Regions from separate parts of the Mus musculus genome. Here region 2 is linked to region 1. The links are chromatin contacts, called in public HiChIP or PLAC-seq maps. All regions are on one chromosome and are shown on one strand. The core of a region is the stretch at or near the end of the contact, and the rest is flanking DNA. Distances in the headings are between cores, read along the strand shown.

Region 1 (7,229 bases), core at 606-3,105:
GAGTTCCTGGACACCAGGGGCTACACAGAGTAACCCTGTCTCAAAACAACAACAAACAAACAAACAAACAAACAAACAGAAAAAAGAAAGAAGAAAAAAATTGTTGGAAAAGTAAAAAAACAACTACAAAAAGCAAGCAAGCAAACAAACCAGGGATAACACACCAAACAGCAGATAAGAAAGGATTTAGCTGGGTTCAAGGCCAGCCTGGTCTACAGAGCAGGCTGTCTTCCAGAACAGCCAGGGCTACAGAGAAACCCTGCCTCAAAAAAACAAAACAAACAAACAAATAAACAAACCCAAAACAAAACAAAACTGACAAGTGTAAAACAGTTCAAGAACTCAAAACTAAAAACAATAGGAAACAAACAGATTTAAACTAGCTGTAGGTAAATTGGGAAACAGCACCAAACCATTTGCCAGCTTAGTTCAGATATGTGGCTATTTTCTTCTGGAATGCGTGCCTCAGGGATTTAATTGTATTGTTAAATGTATCCAAGGATAAACCCCTTAAAATGCATCTGTGTTTTAGATAACCTAGGCAAATAAGTTAAGCAGAAGAGATTCCCACTTCAGAATCACTTTGCATCTACTCCAACTGATCATGTGTCTGGTACGCCAGCATCTTTCTCCCAAAGGTCAACAAAAACATCACCTCCAATACAAAAATACAGCGTAGTAAATAAGCTTCTTCCCTAAAATCAGACCCAAGGACAACACAATTCTCAGACAATAACAGCTGGAATATAGCCGGACCCAGCACTCGGGAGGCAGAGGCAGGTGGACCTGGTCTACAGAGCAAGTTCCAGAACAGCCGGGGCTACACAGAGAAACCCCATCTCAAAAAATGAACTAAAACAGTTGGAATTAAATTCTTCATTAGGCCAAGAGAAACACTGGAAAAGGTTCTCTAAATGATCAATCTGTCTACGAAACCTCTCACAAGCGTCAAGAAAGAACTGAAAGGTAAGGAATGACATTGCCAATAGACACATACACAGCCGATCTATGCATTCCTGGATTCTTTGCTGGAGTAGAAAAGCAAAAGATGTTTACATAAAATCAACTGGAGGTCATAAGCAACCCATAGCTGCCTAACCCGCTAAGCCCATACACTGTTTGGAATCGTAAAGACCTTTAAGTCCCTATCTTGCTGCAAGTACTTCCACTGCGGGGAAATAAAAATGTTGGGGATCAAGGTTTTGGAAAAAGCGGAGAGCCCTCTTTTTTTTTTTTTTTTTTTTTTTTTTAAATGACAGTCCTAGGAAAAGCTGAGTGGGTCCACAGCAATAACTCTGAGAGGTAATGACCCCTTCCTTTGACTACTCTGCACTGTCGGTACACCCGAATACCTTCGTTTCTCGGAGATATACTTAGCATACTGCGCTAGTGGCCCGGGAGGAGAAAAACCCATTGAAAGGTCCTGAGAATCAGCAGCAGCGAAGACCCTCTTCATTTAACCCAAGGCTCTGGACAGCTCGGGAGTGAGGTTCTCTGAGAAAGCCAAAGCCGGCTTCCAGGTCTGGAACGAACTGTCGCGAGTGTCTGGGTTCAATGTCCCGGTAACCAAGCGCGGAGAGGTGTCCCACATAACCTGGCCACCGCCAGCTGACACAGCCAGTCAGCAGTGACCTGAGCCATCTCAAGTGGAAACCAGCGTGTTCTGCGTCTGCATCACCCAAGTGCGGGAGCTGCGGAAGCGGCCGAGCTGTGGGAAAGCTCGGCTTGGGCTCCGGACTCCCCGCTTTCGCTCACCTACCCGCTCAGACCCCGGCTTCTCCGGATCGCAGGATCCTGGAAGCGGCTCACAACACCGACTCTCACACCCGCCGCTGGGCTCCAGCCAACCGGAACTCGCTCGCGTCACTTCCGGTCCGGCTCCTTTAAGGAGCCCGCCTCCAAAAGAGAAACGTTCCCCCACCCCCACCCCCTCCTTTCGGCCACCGGGAGGTTCCTCGCGGGATTTCGGTTCGGCTTTCTCGGTTCGGGCTCTGTGGGTGTGACAAGAAGAAGGATGACTGCGCTTCGTAGTTTCTGATCCGGAACTAGTTTTTCAGGAAACCCGGAAGGAGTAGGTGGCGCGCGCGAAGCGTGTTCCTTGTTCTGGCTTGGAGACCTGCGAGGTGAGCGAGACGAGCTCCAGGTAAGTCTCGACTCCTTCTAGGACGGTGCAGAGGAGTGTAGTTCTTAATGGCTCTACTGAAAAGCATCTTATCATCTTACCCCACGGTCGGCCTCCCCCTAGCTACTTCATAAATTGTCTTCCGCCCCGTGGCTGCTGCCTGCCTTGCCTACTCTGCAAACCTTTGGAAGAAGCCAAGATAGAACCCAGAATTTTAGTCGCTGGCAACACCTCCTCTTAGAGGTGGCATTGATACGCTACCCTAGCGTGAAAAAAATGGAGAACAGGCCTCACACTATACATTTTAAATATCCGTCTTCGAATTGTTGAGCCCAGCTTGGAAAAGGAAAAGAATTCTAAAGATGGATTCAAAAGTATTTTTATTTATTGGTATTGCGGTGCATGCACGTTGTGCATGGTGAGCAAAGCGCTCTACTCTGAAGCTATTGTTAATCTCATGGATTCGAAGTGGAAGACCACTGACCCAAATCATGGCCAGATTAATTAAAGCAAACTTTTTATTATTATTATTCGTTTACACGGACTATTTCTCCCAAAAGGCAGTGTTCAAGAGATCAGCACTGGACATGGGGAAAATAAGGATTTTTATAGTTCAGGAGTATTGGTTTCCAAATGGGGGATTTGGCATATAAACAGTGTTAATAGCAGCGGAAAGTGAACATAAGTTGGTCATAACAACCCTCTGAAGTAAGACATGGTTGCAAGGTGGTCAGTAATAGCCTTTGGAAACAAAGGCATAGTTGCCGTTTCCAGGAAAAGGCAGATCAAGAATATTTAGCCATATGTTGCTCTGTGACACTAATCTCTACCACATTGGACAGCATAGGGACAGACAGAAGGGCCAACTATGTACGTGTGTGTAATATTATCCATATTTCCAGGCAAATAGGTAGTTTTGCTTAGGAGACTGCAAACTGTGAGAAAGGTCAGGTGAGCAGTGGGTGGAAGTTGAGTTAAATAACTCAGAGGAAGGTTTAAAGTTTTAAAAGTCAGCAGGGAGTGGTGCACAAAACTCAAGAATGAAACACAAAAAGAAAGAACTGTGGTAGCAATGACAGCCTGTCTGGTTCTTTAGCAGTTTGGATAGAATAGTATATTACCCATCCTGTAATAGACGCTATGTAGAGACGTTAACTTTCCCCAAATCTGATTTGCTTATTTTACAACCTAGAAATTGTGAGGACTCCTAATTCTACCTGGCAGGCAGCTATCAAACATTTGTTGTATTTAACTTCTCTTGGTCTTAGGTTCTCTGTTCCCCCATCTTTTGTTTTGGATTTTGAATGCTTTCTTCATTAAAATGGGCAGACAATGTTTACTTTGAAAAGATTATGAAAAGGGAGCTAGGTTTCAGGATACATAGCTAGAATCCCAGCTACTGGGAAGGCTGAGGCAAAAGGACCATGGCAAGAGCAGCCCAGGCAACCTTAGCAAGGTGCAGTGTAAACAGAGGCAGGGATGAGGCTCAGAGAGTCCTTGCCTAACATGCAGGAGGCGCAAGAGCAGTAGTTCTCAACCTGTGGGTTGTGACCCCTTCATATGGGGTCATATATCAAATATTCTGTGTATCAGATATTTATATTATGTTTCCTAGCATACAATGTAGCAAAATTATAGTTATGAGGTAAAATGAGATAATTTTCTAGTTGGGGGTCACTATAAAATGAGGAATTCTATAAGAGGTTACAGCATTAGGAAGGTTGAGAACCACTATAGAGTCTACCCCAAGCATGCAGAGAGGGAGAGAAGAGGGTCAGTGAGCTGCCTCCTCACCAGGTGAAGACAAGCCTACAACCTCAAGTTAATCCCTGGGGCCCACATAGTGAAAGAAGAGAACACATTTCCAAGGAAGTGTCCTGACCTCCACACATTCTTATCTGTATTGTATGCACCTATGCTACACACACACACATACACACACACACACACACACACACACACACACACACACACACACACGCACATAGACTCACCATAGCTTTCAAACATTCCCTTGCCAGTTCCTTTCTATCTTGGTGTCCTTTTTTATCCATCAGAGAGGCCTGTTATTCCTAGACTTGGAGTGGATCCTTCTTGGGAAATCTGTACGGTCGTACATTTAGAATATGGCTTCCCAGGCCTAAATCCATCACAGTTCTGTTAGACTTCTTTATTCACCTTAATAGCTATTCCAAACCTTTGTTATATTTTCATATCTGATGTTTCATTTTTCTTTAAGAAAATAAGAGGCATCAGTTTTTAGTTTCTGCTTCAAACACTAAAGATATATTCTGGCTAAGTGCATTTTCTTTATATACACATTTCGGTGTCTCTTTCTCTCTGATTTTCCTAGCCAATCTAATAGGAAAGTCAGGCTTTTATCTACTCATTGGGATTTATTTCAGCACTCTGGAAGGTCTATGCTTCTAACCAAGTCTAATCCAGACAACCATCATTTGTTGCTTCTTTTTTTCATTGTTACTGTCTTTAGAACTCCAGCACACCAACCATGTGGCTGGTATCCCTGAGAAAATATTTATGCTTTAAATAATCCTACATCCAGATCAGTGTCTTTGCATTATAAAATGACCTCTCATTTTGGGAGCTAATACTTACATCATATAACCCTATGAATAATCAAAGCACATATACAGACTCTAACACACTTGTAATTACTAATTCACTTGGATTTAAATAGATAGCTGAACCATCTAAAGTTTCTACTATAAACTTTGTCCTGGTTTTGAACTATATAGTTCATGTGCCTACCTGATCTATAAATGAGTTTTATGGTATTTATCTGTATAGTGACTAAGAACTGTAATTAAAGATTTGGTAGAGTATTTGTCTGACATGCATGAATGCAGGGTTTGATTCCTAGCACAAGTGCCTGGGAAGTGGAGGCAGGAAGATAAGCAGTTTGGTAAGCTTTGGCTTCCTGGGGAGTTCAAAGCTAAGCTGGCCTATGTTAGACCCACTTTCAAAAGCCACCTTAACAATAAACAATCAAACAAAGCAGAGTCAGCTGTGGTGGGACATGCCTGTAGCTCCAATGCCAGGGAGGCCCGGGGCTCAGGCAAAGGAATTATAATATGAAGTTAGCCTGGTTTACATAATGAAATCCTGTATCATAAAGAAAAAAGCCCTGGACTCAAGCTATCATTGCTTGACTCAAGTACTATAGGAATACAATCTAGTGGAGGATTAATGCTCTACCCAATACACTTGTGTGTCAATAAGTTTTAGTTGTTTCAGCAGCTTTGTGCCAGGCTTGTGATTCCAGCTACTTGAGAAAGAGAGGTAGAAAGATGACTGGTTCATAGTGAGACCTTGTTTCAAAATAAAAGGTAAAAAGAAGTCTGGGCATACAGCTTGGTGGTAGAACACTCGTTTAGCCTGGGTGAGGTCCTGGATCAACCCCCATTGCCTCTACAGAATTTACTTCTGTCATGGGAAGTTCCCTGTGCTGGGCAGAAGCCCCTCAGCTTGCTGGGATCCCATCGTGACTCAACTGTTGGCACTTTAGTTGCCTGGAAACAGACAAGGATATATTAACCCAACAACATGCCAGCAGTATGAGGCAGGAGACATACACAGAAACGAGGTCAGCTTGGGCTATAGAGTGAAACCATCTCATAAAACAAAGAACAAAGCAAAATAAAACAAAAAAAATCAGAATAGTCTAATTTAAAAGTATGAATATCTCCAAGCAGTAGTGGTGCACACCTTTGATCCCAGCACACAGGAGGCAGAGGCAGGTGGATCTCTGTGAATTTGATGTCAGCCTGGTCTGCAGAGCTAGTTCCAGGACACCGAGGGCTACAAAGACAAACCTTATCTTGAAAAAATATTTTTAAAAAAATCTACATTTGATAGTGTGAATGTCGTGGTATGTGAATTTTTTTGGTTTATTTGTTTTTGTTTTTCTGACAGGGTTTCTCAGTGTGGCCCTGGCTGTCCTGGAACTCACTCTGTAGACCAGGCTGGCCTCGAACTCAGGAATCTGCTCAACTGCTGGGATTAATGGTGTGTATCACTGCCACCACCCAGCTATGAAATGTTTTTAAGAAATAGTTTGTACTGCTATGCTATTCTCAAGTGAAAATCTTTGGTAATTTATAATCTATTATATTTGCCATATATTAACATGTCTTTATGAGTAATAAAAGGGAAATTTTTGATAAAATATGAGTTTCCAGCCTGGCGGTGGTGGTGCACGCCTTTAATCCCAGCACTTGGGAGGCAGAGGCAGGTGGATTTCTGAGTTCAAAGCCAGCCTGGTCTACAAAGTGAGTTCCAGGGCAGCCAGGGTTACACAGAGAAACCCTGTCTCGAAAAACTAAAAAAAAAAAAAAAAAAAAAAAATGAGTTTTCATCAGTTCCACTTAGATTGTGCATGCTTAGTTCCCAGGGTGTCACTTAAGCGCTGTAAAAATGGTCACTTCATGCATACAAATGCTTGGACACTACACTACACTACACTACACTACACTACAGGAAGAAACTGATGACAAACAGGAATCCAAGCCAGGCTTGTTGCTCATTCTTGTAATCCCAGCATTGGAAGATTGAGGCCAGAGGACTGTAAATTCAAGGCCTGTCTGGATTGCAGGGCACTGTAGAGTAGAGCCCTGTAGAGGGAGGGAAGGAGAGAAATGCCTGCAGGATAGTTACACTTCTAGGAAAAAAAAAAAAAAAAAAACAAAAACCTGAATTTAAGAGCCCTACTTCAAATACTTTTGTTCAGATATAACATGAAGTTGTGTTAAGACCTTGGATAAGTTTCTTATCCATGTTAATTTTAATTTCTAATGCTGCAACTTTGCTTACAGCATCGATTCGTGGCCTAGTGTACCTTCCACAGGTTTACTGTGATAATGAGAACCACACTGTACTGTCTCCATTGAGGACCACTGTGTTATGAAGACACAGATCTGAACTGCTTTCCAGAAAGGAGCAGAATGTTATTTCTTATTGCTTTGGATATTTTAGGCATGTTGTCCAAGCCATCATTTCCTTTACTCCACACAATTTAAGACTGAATAGTATAGTGGGTTGGTTTTGTTGTTGTTTAAAGATTTATTTATTTATGTATGTGAATACACTG
Region 2 (7,236 bases), core at 1,860-4,359, 460 kb before region 1:
TGCATAATCATAAGATGAACACTGACTATTGCTCTAGCTGGATGATACAACTATATTAGAAAATAAAGGGAAAGCTTCACAGGAAGGAAGCCGGTCAGGCTGCTAAACTTTACAAACCACGTCTAAATTAGAAAATCAAGAAGCCGTACTTGTTATAAGCCTATTCCTGAGCTATAAGGAACAAAATGTAAATGCTAGAATTTTTTTAAGCTGAATAATGGTTTCCTCTGGGTAAGCAGACTCTAAAATAGAAAAGTGTGAAGTATTACTATGTGTATTTATTAATTTGATGTAAAGTAAAACTTAAATTTAGGCCAGGTAGTGGTGGCACACGCCTTTAATCCCAGCACATGAGAGGCAGAGGCAGGCAGATCTCTGAGTTAGAGACTAGCCTGGTCTACAGAGAGAGTGAGTTCCAGGACAGCCAGGGCCACACAGAGAAAGCCTGTCTTGAAAAACCAAAACAAACATTCATAGCAACAAAATCCTTGAATTTAGAAAGAACAACCATCCGCAGTTCCCAGACCTACTAAACCATGCTCTCAGCTAAGTCAGACCAGTGTTCTGGTCTCGAGACTGGCCTGACACAATCTGTGAGCCAGCCAACTGATAACCACAGTGAAGGCATACCCTGTTCTCCAAACTCTGCTGCACCAGAGGAATCTGTTCTTACAACGTATGCCTTGATCCTGCTGCACCGCTCAGGTTTAACTGCATAGATTGCAGCCTGGGAATCAGGGTTTTAAAGCCAGTCCAAATGGTTCAGGGTGCAACAGAATTTGGAACCACAGCAGTGATGTAAGACATGATGATCCAAATCAGTTAACTACAAATAACTACACAGAGGAAAATACCTTCAAACACGTTCTCAAATTGCTAATAGTTTTTATTTCTTAAAGTATACTTTTTTCTTTAAAATGTAACCATTTTTTGAGACAAGTTACTATAACAGACCATGCCTTCCTCAGACTTAGCTCTGCCTGTTCTTCCTCCTAAATTCATGATGAGATTAAAGATAAGCAACACTGCACCCCAATGTAATATCTTTAGTCATCTTCAGAAAGGAATTTTATTGTTACATACTCAAAGCCATTAATAAGACTGGTCTTGTGAGCATTTTTCTAACAACTAAGTTCCCCGTGCATTATCAAAGCTATACACTTTCTCTGGTCCATAAAGCAGTAGACAGAATTTACCTTCTTGGCATCACAGTATTAAGAACCATCCATAACTTGTTGACAGTTTGAAGAATTCTCCGTGGAACCCCAGAATTCAGCAGCTGGTTCATATTGGACGTTAGTACTTCTGCATATGGAATAAGTTCACTGGCAGAAAGTAGAGTCAAGTGTTCCATAATCTGCATCACTTGTGTGTGACTTACAGGGACAGCTGAAAATGCTAAAGACAACATTTTGCAATCATTCCTAAATCCTATAATGTTTACCAAGTAGAGATAAATGCTGCTTTCTTAAAAGTAGGAATGAAACAAATCAAGAAAGCCTTCCACTCACAGCTACTTTTTCACTGAAGCTAACATTAAAGCCATTAGAAAACTTCCCAGTTAGCAGCAGGTGATGGCCCAGCAGGTCAAGGCAAGTGACGCCTGACAAGCTGAGTTCCATCCCTGCACACACATGAAGGATGGGATCAGCTCCCTCATGTTATCCTGACTTCCACATGTGCAGTATGGCATGTGCAAGACCCCACACAAACATATACTAAACAAATAAATTAGAATGTAATAAAAATAAGTGAAACTCCATGAAAGTACAGATGTTATTTCATAAAGTTCATTTTAAAAATCCTAGTAGTGACACAATAGCTAACCTCATTTTTGGGGGTAACCGCTTGTGTAGTTTATTAATTTGGAAGTTTCAGGCTCCTTGATACTTTCTTCTAGGTGTCCAATTACAGAAGATTAGCATCCAGCAGATTGCTGTTATTAAATATCTAGAATTATCTCTCTACTAGAGTGTCACTAATTACATCCTGCTAACATGCATAAAGTAAATAACAAATGGGAAAACTAATTCATTTTGTTGCCATCATGAACAACACTATATCTATATCTACACCTAGCCGGTCATGGCCAACCAACTATACTTCAAGGGAAACAGGTAGTCATGCATGTACGTCACCCTGGAAAACCAACAGAACCTGAAAGGAATGTGGAGAAAACTAGCCAAAGCTGAAAAGAACATCGTGTCACTTTGTATCTGGGTCCAAAATCCACATGTCAAAGACAACTGGCTCACAATTTCTTCAGTTGTGTAGAGAAAACAAAAAGACAATGACCTCAAGAGCTGGGGGTAGAGCTGAGTAGCAGAGCACAGGCCCAGAACGCACAAAAGGCCCAGATTCAGTCTGCAGCTCCAAAGGGAAAAGAGAAAAAGACTTAGAAATAACAGCTAAAGAATTCAAGAGCAACAACAACAAAAATTCAGGTTGGGTTTGGGTGGGGCGCCAAGGCCTACATTGTCACTGCAAACACAAGTAAAGATTATACAACAACAATCCTTACACTGATTGTGTAATTGTATTCAGAAGACTTGTGAACTGAAACTTTTTAATACAGCTAATGCAATGTTAACATGTAGCCCACACTATTTGTATTTGGGGACACTAATCTGGAACATTACCCATTAATAGCAAGTACATTGCCTTGATCTACTGTATTTATTTCTAACCAGTTTGTGAATTTTCTAAATCTTCTTAGTGATATAACACAGAATCCAAAACTGCTATAAACATGTCAACGAAATTCCCAGCATAGCAAAGAGATGGTTAGAAATCCTTACCGCCAAAGACACCTGCTTGTTACAGTATAGGATTCCAGTCTGCCCAGCCCCTCTGTACAGCAGTAGTGGGAGGGGAATGAGCGGTTACTGTACCTTCCTGCAGCTGTTTCGGAGAGTGGGTTTTGGCATTACTTGTCAGGAGCATTCGCCTTAACAGCGCATCAGTCCCTGTGATCTCCTCCTCACAGATCCAGTCATCCACAATACACAGATGTGGATAATTAGTTGCTAGAAGACGTAGTAAAGCTGAATGCAGCCCTAAAAAACAAAACAGGAAGTTAACTGGACTCTCAGTTCTCAAAACAGTATCTCCCCCCTCCTGATTTTAGCAGCCAGCAAGCATAAGGAGCAGCGGTGTGTACTAACGGTGTTTCTCACCTCACTGGCCCACCCACTAGCATCGGGAGTTAAGGAAACTTGCTGTACATGCATAGTGAAGATGCCATGCCCAGCTAGGGCTCAACTGTGGCTCTAGATGCCATGCCCAGCTCTAGCCACGCCCACTTCTGCAAGTGTAGACCACAGTTTAAGAAGTTCTAGCCAGGCCTGGAGCAGAATCCAAGCTTTTCAGAAGGTTGAAGCTGTACAGTCCTATCTTGCTTCAGCTACACACTGAGCTCAGGGCCAGCCTGGACAACTTAGTGAGATATTACCTCAAAACAAGGACTGAGGGGATAGATCAATGACAGAGGACTTGCTTTATGTGTATAGGGGCCTAAGTTTAATATTAGTAGTCAAAAAAAATTTTTTTAATTTAAGAAAAAAAAAATCTGTGTAGCATTTTAAATAAAAGTCCCCAAGAAAACTACTTCACAGTATGTCAAGAATGACTCTTTGCGCCAAGCGGTGGTGGCACATGCCTTTGATCCCAGCATTTGGGAGGCAGAGGCAGGCAGATTTCTGAGTTCGAGGCCAGGCTGGTCTACAGAGTTTGTTCCAGGACAACCAGGACTACACAGAGAAACCCTGTCTCAAAAAACCTAAAAACAAAACTAAAAACAAACTCCTTGCGCTAATCTTTCTTGGCTTTCCTCTACTTCACCCCACTGTTTGACACTCATCGTGAAAGCTGTTTAACACAGCAGTCTTTTAGGAGTTCAGAAGAGAAAAAAGGTTCTCAAGTACTAAGATTTTCGTGTGCCACCATGCCTAACCATCAAGACTGCCTAAAACTGATGTTTCTACATTCAAAAAGGCATTGTAATAATCAAGTGTTACTGAACTTTAAATTTCTAAACATATGTACAACTAAAACTACTACCAACAGACACAGAAAAGTGCAAACAATCTACATATTATACTCTTTTCAGTAAAACATGTTACTGCCAAATATTGTTTGTTTGTTTGTTTTTTAAAGAAACAGACTATGTAAAGCTATAATAAATGTAGCTATCTATCTGGCTACCATGTCCAATGAAGGCTCATGTTCGTATTCCAAACCAACCACAGCAAAGAAAGACAGGAAAACCACGCTGTTACATGAAAGGTGGCTATTAAGAAACATCAAGTTTCTAAAACTCTCACAGGTCTATTTACCAATATTTACAACCAGACTATTATATACATATTAGAATATCATGGAATATTATGGAACAGTTTCAAATAATGAAGTAGATCTACACGGGCTGATATCTCAGCAGAGGCAGAGGGCTGAAGATATGTCAGTGGTATAGTACTAGCTTAATTCACATACTGCCCTGAGTGCAAATCTCAATGAAAAGAGAAACATGAGAAAAAGGAGGTAGTGTATAATATCATCCACCTTTTTAAAATATTATGTGAGCTTCTACTAGTTTCAACCGTATGAACTTGTCATTCTCTAGGTCTGCAGCTTTAGACAGTTAGACTGATGAGTTCTTAACTTTACAGTGTTAAGGAAGTACAGTTGGCTTTACTCTAAAATCGTACAAGGCTAGCAATATGAGAAACTCTCCTGTTATGCCAGGCAGCAGCAGTGGGCAACTCAGAGTGAGCCAGCCATACAATCACGACAGAAAACAGGCACTACGCTGAAGTGCATTGCATTGCTGAGCTTCAGTATTCTGTTGCTTAGAGGAGGCAAATAATTTTACCTTTTGTTTTGTTTTGTTCTGTTTTCGAGACAGGGTCTCACTATGTAGATCTGGCTGTCCTGGAACTTACTATGTAGACCAGACTGCCTCAGCCTGCCAAGGGCTGTGATTAAAGGCTAAGCCACCATACTTGACCACAAATGCATTTTGAACTTGACATACTGAAGTTTGCAATAGGGTTATATCCAAATAAGCTCCTAATAAGATGAAGGGAATAAGAAGTATGTACTGGTGGGCACCCATGTGTCGTGTGTGGTGCTGGGAATGAACCCAGGGCATCACACATGCCAGGCAGGCACTCTACTACCAAGCTGTACCCCAACACTCAAATATCAGCCATCATATTAGGGTCATCCTATATGAAAAGAAATGACTTAAAATTAAAATGAATGTCAAACTGAAAACTGGAGTTTTCTAGGGGGTAGTGATCTGTAGGAAATGAGGTAATGGATTCAGCAAGGGAACAAAAAGCATCTTTAGTCTTCAACTGTTTACATTTATAACAATGAATACTTACTACAAATTATAGCATAAGCAGTAAAATATATCATATCAATAAAACTTAGCAAATGAAAAATGAATACCTCCCAACTCCTGCTGCAGTCCTTGAGCCTGCCGAATAAGAAACTTGATAGGAATTTGGTCCATTAAAGAAGAAGAATATGATTTGGGTTTCCTCTGCATGGAAGCTGTCAGTAAAAGTATAAAATAAAAGAGTATCAGAGACAAATCTTAACTTTCAAAACAAATGGGAATAAAGACACTTTGAAGGTACTTTTAATTCACTTGATATATGAAAGTATAACAGATAAAAATTAACAACCAAATTATAGTGACTATAAAGGAAAAACATAAGGCAAGACCTAGGAAATGCCTGGAATTGGAACAAAATCATGGGAGGTTTTAGTGCAAAGAAGAATTCACTAAAAAAACTCAGTGGAGATTTTTCCACATATATTTAGGAAGTCTAAAGAAGTCATGAACACAGACTTAGAGCTTAATGATACTAATGTAAATTACAGAACACCATGGGGTGAGAAAAAAGGGCTGGAGAAATGGTTCAGCTATTAAGAGAACTGGCTATTCTTCCAGAGGACTGGGGTTCAATTCCTAGCACCCATAAGGCAGCTCACAACTGTCTCTCACTCTAGTTTGAGGGATCTGACACCCTCACACAGACACACATGCAGGTAAAACATCAATGTACATAAAATAAAACTATATCATTAAACAATTTTACGAATGAATGAGTAAATAAATAAATAAAATACACAACTATAATCTTAGCCACTTGAAATTGCCTCGCTGGGTGGGCATGGTGGTACCTGAGCACCAGTTTACCAAGTACCAGACAATGAAACAATGAATCTTGTTCTGTTGGTGACCAAGAAGCATATTTTACATGTAACAGGACAGAGTAGAGAACGGCGAGACTTTCTTTTAGGTGACATGAAGCTGGAGGGTGAGTTAAGCACCTCCAGTACTTGTAGCTACTGAGGAGTAAGACTGTGGCCAGACATGGAAGCTCACACCTGTATTTGAACCACTCACTTGGGAGGTAGAGGCAAGAGGATGAGGAGTTCAGGCACAATTCAGCTGGGCAGAGAGTTCAAGACCAGCCTCTACAAGAGACTCTGCCTCAAAAACAAAAATCAAATAAAAATTGTACATCTGAAACTTTTTATACTAGAAAAGCAGCTTGCTTTGAGGTAATTTTGATACAAGTGTGCAGCACTATGCCCAGCTAATAGCACAGTGTTTCAGGTACAAATATTTGAAATATACAAGGAATATTCACATTTCAACTAAGTAATAAGTACACAGGAAATTCTTTATTTACTATGCATCTTCTTGAGGATAGTTAAATCTATAAATAATATAAATATGTACAATTTTTATCTCTAAAATATTTTTAAATGAGGATTTAACTAGAATCAATATACATATACATGCACATGTGCATAAGTATTTTTAAATAAACAATGAATATACACTGATGTAGTTTAACAGCTATCACAATCTAATATGTGATTCTACCTCAGATTTCAGAGTTCCTGTCCTAGCTTCTATATCTAGCAGGTGGCTGCTAATGTTTCTTATAAGAATAAAACCAAAAGTGAAGTGCTGAGATTACACATAATATCACAGGTAAGAATATATTTGGGGCAAATAATCTTTTGGCTACTGACAAAAACCTCTCAACAATGGCGTGAAGTTCTTTACACCCTTGGAAGACAAAAACTAGACCAGAGAAAACCGCCTAACCAGGGTGTTTCCTACCAGGAAAAGGTCTTCTCTCTCATCTCTTCCTATTCATCAAGGATGTAACTGCAGAGACTGGCTTCAACAACCCCTCTCTGCAGGAC

What was found. HiChIP or PLAC-seq counts read pairs in DNA pulled down with a chosen protein or histone mark.
Region 2: a contact with region 1 is called in an H3K4me3 HiChIP or PLAC-seq map of pro-B cells, with 4 times the contacts expected there. The contact joins the enhancer-like site here to the promoter of Vmp1 in region 1. A contact is called at or near these places in 2 of 39 promoter capture datasets (cranial neural crest and pre-B cells), 2 of 484 Hi-C or Micro-C datasets (megakaryocyte-erythroid progenitors and neural progenitor cells), 2 of 115 datasets of contacts at active chromatin or transcription factors (embryonic forebrain and pro-B cells) and 1 of 9 other capture datasets (liver).

Annotation. Positions count from the first base shown.
Region 1 is chr11:86,681,981-86,689,209 of GRCm38.p6, forward strand. Vmp1 (vacuole membrane protein 1) reads right to left here and starts at 1,856. Exons shown (of 12, transcript NM_029478.6): 1 at 1,760-1,856. It overlaps Ptrh2 (peptidyl-tRNA hydrolase 2), which reads left to right and starts at 2,094. Exons shown (of 2, transcript NM_001098810.3): 1 at 2,094-2,143.
Region 2 is chr11:86,223,747-86,230,982 of GRCm38.p6, forward strand. It overlaps Ints2 (integrator complex subunit 2), which reads right to left. Exons shown (of 25, transcript NM_027421.3): 16 at 5,455-5,559; 17 at 2,892-3,056; 18 at 1,197-1,398. The region is part of intron 2 of Brip1os (BRCA1 interacting protein C-terminal helicase 1, opposite strand); the gene reads left to right. Among named protein-coding and RNA genes, the nearest start is that of Brip1os, 26 kb to the left of the region's middle. Within about 2 kb of position 3,110, at least 12 of the 459 cell types and tissues checked have an H3K27ac peak or open chromatin away from gene starts, as enhancers often do. A contact at or near this core is called in pro-B cells, where this site is marked.